Linked DNA regions of Zea mays: region 1 is linked to region 2. The links are chromatin contacts, called in public Hi-C maps. All regions are on one chromosome and are shown on one strand. Each heading gives the region's core, a stretch centred on a gene start, on an enhancer-like site or on the middle of the called end of the contact. The rest is flanking DNA. Distances are from core to core; before and after follow the strand shown. Region 1 holds the start of LOC100276967. Region 2 holds the start of LOC100280049.

Region 1 (4,891 bases), core at 1,225-3,724, 160 kb after region 2:
AATAAACTTGGACGGAGGTGGATGTGGGGGTGGCTACTGCATCCGTTCGGCTGAGGCCTTGTGCGTGCCTGCCTCATGATTGTCGTCTCGTGTGGATTGGTGCAGCCTGGCACTGGCTCGGCTAGTTCTAAGTGAAACGGAGGAGAACAAACAAACAAACAAAGGAGACAGGCGCTTCAACTCCAGTCCACGCCGACTGCTCGCTGCTGCGTGTTGTTGTTGAGTAGTAGGAGGCGGAAGTGACATGTCCTCTTGCTAGGTCTAGAGGGAGTAGGAGCCGAGAGCTGACTTGATGACTCGAGAGTGAATTCATGGTGGCTCAGCAGTGTCGCTTTCTTTTTGCCCAGGTGGGCAAGGGCAAGGGCAAGGCAAAGAAAGATTCGTGTCAAATTATGATCACCATCTTGAGCATTACTGCATGGCTGCCTGCCTAATTCAGATTCAGAGCTGAGACTACTATCAAATTATATGGAACGCTTGGTTTCTTAATTGCGCCTAGCTTGTTTCGTGCAATGCCGGTGCTTGCATTGGCATACACTGCATTTTTCTTATTTTCAACGAGGCTGGCGAGAATAGAAGCAAACACTTGTCAGGCCTAAGCCTGTACTGCTGTATAAGCATGCCTAGTACTACTACAAGTCTACAACAACCTGAAAACGTGCGGCGCAGAAGCATTTGTACAGTGTTTATGCATGCAACAACGAGATCGCTGCACTATATGTTTCTGTCTGGCCACGATATCTGCTGCCACTGGTCCGTGTATCAAATATTCAAATGCTTTCTACGGTAGTACAGGTTCTTCATCAAGAGAAAAAAAAAGGACAGGGCGAGCAATGATGCACGTACCTCCAAGCTCCAAAAGGTGTTTTGTTTGTCCTACTGTTTCAGACCCTTTTCTTTTCTCCTTCCAACAATTCTCCCCACCCTTGCTGTGGCAGCAAGGATACGGCAGGTGATGTAAAAAAACTCCTGGCTCACGGGGGGTTACTACTGCGAATTGGCAGCCTGTTGCTAGTACACGAGTTCAACTCGTCATGCACATCAGTAGTCAACTAACCTTGGACATTTCTGCATGGCCAGCAAAATATCCGTTCAATAATAAGAACTCGAACTCTCTCCACCACCATGTCGTGTAAACGGCAATACAAATTACTGTTTTGCACCGTATATTATTTATAAAGTGTATTTTAAAATAGTGAGTGAGACAGAGAGTAACATATTCGGTTGACCTGAAATACTGTAGAACCTATAGCCACACCCAGATTAATGTCAAAGCAAGCAGTCTAAGCAGCAGGTTTTTCAAGTGATTATCGATCACCAGACAAATTGCCGAAGCCTATGCCTAGCTGCCTACCACTACCAAAAATCCAAAAGCCTAGCTACAGAATAGAGACGAGAACGTTTGCCAAACAATCCTCCTGGCCATGGATCGATCGACCATTCACCAGCAACAGTTCCTCCAAAGAAAAGAAAAAACACGTAAGTACAGTACACCAATGGGCTCATCAGCAGCAGCAGCTGGAGACCTGACGAGGGGATCGCAATCGCAGCATCCGGATCGATCACGGGTCCAGTGCTCGCCGGTCCGCGCAGCGGCACCTCCAGTTGAGAGGCTTGTAGTCGGTGTAGCTCTCCTCGGCGCTGCCGAACAGCCCTCCGCGGCGCCGGGGCTCGCCCCCGCGGCTGTCGGCCCGCGGCGCCACCGGCACCTGCACCGCCTCGCACCGCCCGCACGGCGCGCACTTGCCGTCGCACCGCGGCGGCCTCGACCCGATCAGCGACTCCGCCGTCGCCGCCCCCTCGCCGTCGCCGATCTGCTGCACCCGGCATTTGCCCAACAGCACAAGCAATTGCAATTGGTTGGCGGGGTTGAGAGACAGAGACAGAGACAGAGACAGAGACAGAGACAGAGACAGAGAGAGAGAGAGATGGAGATGGACTCGAGATGACGGCACTGACCTTTGGTGGACGCGGATCCTTGAGCCGGTAATGCGGCGCTCTACTACCTGCAATAATCAAGAAGAAAGCGGCGCACTTGCGTAAACAACGTCTACGAATCGAAGGCATAGAGGTGAGGGGATAGGAGTGGGACTACTAGAGGTTTTTAGGCAGGCGAACGAAAGATGTTTTTTTTTACCGTCGGCAGAGCGCAGGCCGTGAGAGGAGGAGGAAGAAGAAGAGGGTAGCAGGAGAAGAAGAAGCAGCAGCAGCGGCAGGAGGAGGGTTGTGGTGGAGTGGTAGAGCTGGAGTTCCATGAGAGCTCGGCTCGGAGCTTCACTGAACGTCGCCTAGCTAGCTAGCCACTGTCTGAAATGAGGTCGGCAACAGTAGGTAGGGTGCCCGGTTTATATCGATCACAGAGGATGGACGGACAGCAGCGCCACCAACATGGTCACTGTTCACATGGGCAGGGGTTCCTTGTGCCTGTGGTTGTTCAGAATCAATACGAGTAGAGCACGTACTGTACGTACGTACTCCGCGACCACGAGAGAGAGAGTGTCGGTTCAGAGAAGAAAGCGAGGGAGAGAGATAGAGGGGGGGGCAGCCGGGCAGGAGGTGATGTACAGCAGTGTACAACCGTGGATCAGGTCATTGAATGCGCTGAGGCCATAAAGGCCCCCCCCGCCGGCCATTGCTTCGGCAGCAGCCAGCAGCGAGCTCAAAAGCTGAAGTTGAGAGAGAGAGAGTGAGAGAGAAGCCGGCCGGAGCGAAAGCTGAGGTGGTGGACTGGTGGTGCCGCAGACACGAGAGCTGGCATTGCGAAAACGACATGAGCCTTGCACGATCAGGGGAGGGGGGCAGTGGGCACGGATTGCTGTGGTCCTTCGACGGAGCAAGCGCCCGGCCGCCGCTCCATGAGAAAGGAAAAACAACTTTGCGATTCTCGGCACACGATGAGCTGAAGCACTGAAGCAGTGTGGTGGGTCTGAGGGAGGAAGCGAGGCAGGGGAAACCGGAGACGCAAGCGAGGGCGAGGCGGCTTTGCATCGCATCGCATCGCATTGCATGGAAGGAACGATCCTTGCTGCCAGTGCCAGCCAAACGAAGCGGGCCACGGGGGCGTGTCCTGTGCAGATTCTCTCCCCCACCCCTGCCGAAAGCGAGCGCAGAGAGAGGAGAGGTCCAAGGATTTCAATGGACAGCTGAATGGCGCTAGTAGTAGAGTAGGAGCAGAGTAGTAGTGTAGTGTAGTCCTTCACACCTGCCGGCTGCAAAAACATGTTTTTCACAAAGTTTTTTCTTTCTTTCGATACTTGTAAAAAGACATGTTTTTTCTTCTTCTTCGGTTTTACTACTACGCTTTTGGATCCTCCGTCCTAGTCCTAGCTAGCAATAATATCGTTGGGGGGGGGGGGGGGGGGGGGGGGGAAAGGAGGTTCTGGTCAAGCTGTGAAACCTGCTACATACACGGCACTAGAGCAGCAGCGTCATATGATATTTCACTCGACAGGAAGTCAATAGTCGTAATTCCCGCGATGCATGGGTTCTCTGCACGACAGACAGCCGATGGCATTCCAAAGCACTAGTCCTTTATTGAGGGCTCCTTTGAAATACCTGAATTTTATAGAAATGATATAAGAATTTTTAGAAATTAGTTTAAAAACATAGAAAAATGTAGGATTTAGATTTTTTTTATTTGTTCCAAAGAGGGCCTGAGTCGCAAAAAAACTAGAGTGTAGTATCCACCCAAAATATATTTGGTGCGAAAAGCTTGCCAAGCTAGTTCATGGACGACTTCATCGCATCTTGATCCATTCATTGGGTGTGTGTGTAGCACTCGTCCGAGATTGTCGCTGCCGCTGTCCAAACAAAACAATCTGATCGAAGAATAAACATGCTGCAGCCTAAATGTAATATGTTGCACAAGTAACAAGCCCTCCTATACTGCTTATGCTTAACCGCTTAGGCCATTTAGGTCCGGTTTAGAAGCTTAGTATTTTTACGACTTTAAAACAACACCAGGTATTTGGTCATATGGAAACCATTTAGGCCCTATTTGAAAGTGTAGTATTTTTTGTAGTTTTGAAAAAAATACTATGATATTTGATGATACTATAACTTTGGAACTCAAAATGTGTTTGGTTTGTACAGACAAAACACAGTTCTTAAATACCATGGTTTAACCTAAAACCGTGATATTTTTAGAGTTTTCGAAACTACACTCAAGACCTCAGTTTTCTTCTTTTCTCTCTACATATACTTTGTTTTTCCAATGGAACCAAACAGATCTCGGTTTTAAACAACACTGTGGTTTTACTGTGGTAAAGTAATATCGTAGTGTTTATGTCATGTACAATTGTAGACTATGGTATCTCAAAACTAAAATACTTCAAAACTGCATTTCCAAACACACCCTTAGGGTCAACGTAGTATTTTTGATGTTTTTGGGGAATACTGTGGTTTTTGAAGAATGAAGATACCACAATATTTTATACAATGAAGTGTTTGTTTGTGTTATAGAATACTTTGTTTTAAAAACTGTAGTATTATGAATACCATGATATTTTTAGAGTATTTGAAACTCCACTCCAAGTCAAAGTTCTGGCCACTTGACTATCTCCTTGTAGACTTATACTAGAATACTATGGTTTTAAACATTGTTTCCAAACACGTGTTATAATACTGTGGTTTTGGACGCGGTAAAAAATACCATAGTTTTGTCATGACATTTGATTACTGTAGTATTAAAAACCCATGGTTTTAAAAAAACTTTACTTCCAAACACGATCTTAGTTGCTACAGGCAAAACATAGTTTTAAATAACATGGCCTATTATAAAATTTTGGTATTTTTAGAGTTTTGAAAACTCCACTCAAGTTCTGAGGTTTCTTCTGTTCTCTCTACTAACACTTTGGTTTCCCAATGTAACCAAACATATCTCAGTTTTAAG
Region 2 (4,871 bases), core at 1,544-4,043:
GAGTTACACGATACGTAGATTTATAAATGCAAATATTTGCATTTATAAATGTAAAAAAACATCCAATGGACAAAGAGTTAAGTATTGGGCTGGGCCAAAACACCCGATTGCCATTAGATTAGACAGATCCATATATTTATAAATGCAAATATTTGTTTTGGAGTCTGCTACGCGCGCTAACGCTACACATGAACTTACGTCACATATGTACGGCAGGGAGCAAAGCTGTACATCATCTACATATTGCCTGCCGAAGACATTCCAGATGCGAGCAGTTTAGTGGCAAACAAAATCATCACCTGCTTTGGCACTAGTTCAGCTAGCATAGATGGCATATCCTTCGGTCTGGAGAAGACGTTGATACCATACCAGAGGTTTGACCAATACACATCACGTGGTCTCAGGAGCCCAATCCTTTACCCATAACATAGGGTTTGTGTCAGCGACCTACTGACGATATGTATTGATTCAACTAAGAACTAGTAGCAGTTACAGCAGAGGAAGCAGAAATGGATGAGGAAGACAACAGTATAGAACTAAGACGAAGACATTAGTAGAGAACAACGATGCTTGACGAAGAAGAAGAACGGTTCTATTGTTTTTGCATATCCATCTTTAATTGTTGCTGCTCCTTATATATTGTCAGCTAACTGGGCCGGCAAATACCATATGGGCTGGGTACCTGACATTTCCCTCTCCTTGAGGTGCGGCTTGCCCCCAAGCTGCTGTTCGCAACACCACCAGGATCCCAAATAAAGACTGAGCATATATGTAGGTCACTGCATGTAGGTCACTGGTAGCAAGGAACACCAAGACAACCATGATGTTCAAACCCAAGCACGCCAACTCCTGAGGTGGAGGCCATGGTTGCTTGATCTCACTGCGGCGAGCAAGAAGGTCGTCACCCAAGTTGTTAGCTACCAGCACCATTCCCTTTCCAATAGTGTAGTAGCCACGAGAGAAGTTGTTAGTTGTGTCCTCCTTCCCTGAGATGAGCTGCTCTAGGTGGAAGATCTCGGGGTACAGATCATGCTCAGGATTGATGAAGATGGCTCTGGCCACCTGCTTGCTAGAACTAGTCTTGCTGCAGAACATGTTGAAGGCATCCTGCGGGACACTAACCGAGGTAGCACTTTGCTGCATTTTCTCAAACACCACTTGAGCATCAATCAAGGTCAATGCAGACCGGCTATCTGTGAGCTTGAGCTCCTGGCAGTTAAACAACTTGCACAGCCTGCAGCACGCGTCGAACAGACTCCTCCAGATGATGAAATCAGAACGGCAGTTCACCCTGGTCAACCTCTCCACCGAGTTGTACTCCTTGCCCTTGACGTCGGCGACGACTGCCACCTCTGGCACTGATGTCGCCTGCTCCTCTTCTTTGGGCCGCTTCACCCTTTCCGTGATCGCTCGGCATGCTAGCATCGCCCTTGGCTGCTGTCGCTCGGCCAACGATGGCCCGCCACGCTGCAGCTGCAGCTGCTTGCTGCTCTTGTTGTCGCACGAGAACCAGCACGTCGTGCTCTCCGGTGAGGAGCTTGTGGGCGTTGCGTTCCTGGCTGGCGACGGCACGACCATCTGGGTTACTCGCGCCGCCACGGCCGCGTCGAACGCGCCGGTCGAGTCCGCGAGCGGAAACAGGCGTTGGCACCGCTTCACGACGTGCACGGCAGTGTCGCACGAGGTGGAGAGGATGTCGTTGGTGCTGTTCTGGTTCTCGTCGGGTGGCTCGTGGATCTCGGCGCACATGAAGACGCGCTTCCCCTTGAGGTCAGCCTCCGTGAGGTCCCCGACGCTCATCTTCCCCATGCTGGCCATGGCCGGCGTGCCGCGCGTAGAGGACGCCTGCTGGCACGCGAGCGCCAGCGATCGCGCCGACTGCCACAACGCAACAGAACCTCCCTTATCACTAGGTAGATGCGAGCCGTAGTGTGCCATGGCGAGTTCGGCTGTGAGCCCCGAAGTCGAACAGGTGGTAGGCAGCTTGGTGATGTCAGTGCCATCGAAGAGAGTATCTTCGCCGAGGTCGTCCAGTCGCGTAGGCGCTCCTCCATCCGAGCCGGGGACGACGACGTGCTGCAGATCCTGATGGAGGCCAGGTACAGGGACGAGCGTGGCACGACCGAGCCCGAGGTCACGGGGCTGGTGGTCGCCATCATCTTCTCCGGTAAGCACACGAGCTCGCCCACCAGCACGTGGACGGGCGCCCAGCTCCTGCGCCACGCGGAGTGCATGGAGGCGGCTCTCGACGAGCAGCGGAGGGCCGTGGCGGAGCACGTGGACGAGGCTGGGCTCGTCGGTGGAAGCGGTGGAGGGTTTGTCCCAGTCGTCGGCGATCTCCGCGTTGGCAGCGCCATCGCCATCGAAGAGTCCGCCCCAGTTGTCGGCGGTGACGGGCTCCTCGTAGCGCAGCTCGTTGGAGTCGTCGCCGCTGTCGAAGAGGTTGACCGATGCGTGGGACTCGACTCGCGGACGCCACGACTCCAGCGCGCTGACGCGAATTGCCGCAGCAGCCTCCACGGCGTCGATCTCGGTGTTGGTAGCCGCGTAGCTACGGACCGCACCACACTCGACGTCGGCGGTGCTGGAGAAGGCAGCATCGGCCGCAGACGTGAAGGTGGCGATGAGCTCGCCGACGCGGTGGTTGTCGAGCACCTCGTCGGGGTCGATGGGGGTGACGTCATTGGACACTGTCTGTTCGAGCACTGCCCAATGGCGATCCTGAGCATCAAGGAGATCGCAGATCTGTTGAAGCAAGCGAGTTTGAGTCGCCAACGCCTGTGATTGCGCTTCCATTGCCCCCGCCAGACTGGAATTGGCAGCACCCGTCATGGTTGCATGGCTCAACGGAAGGTGGGTAGCGTAGCGAGTTTTCCCAGAGATCAACAGTCTTTGATACCGATTGTCAGCGACCTACTGACGATATGTATTGATTCAACTAAGAACTAGTAGCAGTTACAGCAGAGGAAGCAGAAATGGATGAGAAAGACAGCAGTATAGAACTAAGGCGAAGACATTAGTAGAGAACAACGATGCTTGACGAAGAAGAAGAACGGTTCTATTGTTTTTGCATACCCATCTTTAATTGTTGCTGCTCCTTATATATTGTCAGCTAACTGGGCCGGCAAATACCATATGGGCTGGGTACCTGACAGTTTGATGACTGGATCACCCGGGAAGCAACGACTGCTGCATAGCGAGTCTCCAAGAACACCAAGGCACCGGGGCAGTTCTGTTCAGTAGCAAAACAGGATTCATGCCGACGCACGAAAAATCACATGTAGAAAGAATCATTATATGGAATTACAAGGTACAAGGAAACCTTTTACATTAAAAGACATTGTTTCCTTCTTGGTTCCATGACACTCTTGATGATGATGTGGCAGTGTGTTACATTAAAAGACATATTGCTCTAGATCCATGACACATCTCCTGCCAAGGCTGGGAAGCTGTGCAAAACAGACCCCTGAGCAGGATACAGTACAGACAAGTGCTGGGCAAATTTCCTAAGCTCATGGGCCAGGCAGCCAGCCAGTAAATCAAATGGGGCCCAACAAGGAAACGGGAACTCCGCGGGCCTGAAACCATTACTGCGTCTTGCTATAATAACTGGAACTGGAAGTTGACCGTGTTTTGAGCTCAGTTTGCTTTGATTGAGTTGGTCGTGTCATCTTTATCTGGAATGTCATGTCACCTTCTCCGTTCCGTCATCTTAATCTCACTAATTAATTTTGGTCATCCGCGCGTGCCACGACCACCACCACGATCGACTCCGTGACGCGGCTTTCGCGTGTGCATCCATCCTATCCTAGTAGTACTATCCCTGCCGTAGAACAACACAAGTTTGACCAACAAGGTGGTCGGCCCGGCCGTTCTCATTTCACCTCATCAGCCACCAGCCATGTGACAGATGTTTAAAAAAAAAAGGAAAGCAACCTTTTTTTTTACTTTCTCATCACCAAATTAGATTTACTACTTAGTTGTCCGTATATTGCTATGTTTCTATCTATCATATAGACATACTTTATATAAATGAGATATTTATCCAAACATTATTATATTTTATCTTTTGAATTATTATTATATATTTAAAGTATCGATCATTTGTATGACAAATAGAGGTTTTACACGTGCCCTGGACGGGGAGAAGAGCAGGGAGGACGCACGAAGAAACTTCCGCATTAATTAAGTTATTATAGGTGTAGTGAGAGTGATATATAAAATCATGTATTTTCATCTAGATAAAACTCTCTCACCTCCCACAAAACTCTATCTCTTTTCTTATTAAATTATTGCCATGTCATCAATCTTTCTTATGTGGCGATATATTTAATAAAGATAAAACTCAAATGAAATCCCCACTGGGAATATTGACCTGTTTAGCACAACTTCTCGTGGTTCTAACTCTTTCAATAGTAACTTTAGCATACCATTCACAAGAGTCAATTTTTTTTGTACTCGTGAAATAAACTAGAAGTCCAAAAAGTCCAACAGAATGTGCTAGACATCTCTCTCATCAGTTGTTGGGTTTTGTAAGTGTTTACTATATATTTCAAAGATATATAGTCAATGGTACTGGCTTTTCCTTACATCTACTTAGTTTTTTGAAGGATGGAGATTCAAAGATGTTGTAAAGAAGAGATTTACAATATTAGCTTCATTGATCCAGTGGTTATTAACGAGAAAACAATAAAGGACTACCATACAAAAGTCTTAAAAAATGTTCAAATTTTGTTTTTTTGCAGAAGCAACATTATATGCAATACACACTTATTCCTTATAATTTAAGATTGTCCACTAGCTTTTCGTAGCGCTATACCTTAAATGTGTAGTCTATAACTCTATATTGCTCTCTATGATTATAACATTTC

The links. A called contact is a pair of places that touch in the nucleus more often than the background predicts.
Region 1: a Hi-C map of bundle sheath shows a contact between it and region 2, with 2.2 times the contacts expected there. The contact joins the promoter of LOC100276967 here to the promoter of LOC100280049 in region 2. A contact is called at or near these places in 2 of 25 Hi-C or Micro-C datasets (bundle sheath and leaf).

What each region holds. Positions count from the first base shown.
Region 1 is chr1:277,812,426-277,817,316 of Zm-B73-REFERENCE-NAM-5.0, forward strand. It overlaps LOC100276967, which reads right to left and starts at 2,475. Exons shown (of 3, transcript NM_001150652.2): 1 at 2,138-2,475; 2 at 1,960-2,006; 3 at 1,270-1,814. The coding sequence starts at 2,255. The coding sequence ends at 1,563.
Region 2 is chr1:277,651,637-277,656,507 of Zm-B73-REFERENCE-NAM-5.0, forward strand. It overlaps LOC100280049, which reads right to left and starts at 2,794. Exons shown (of 1, transcript NM_001152990.1): 1 at 419-2,794. The coding sequence starts at 1,938. The coding sequence ends at 643.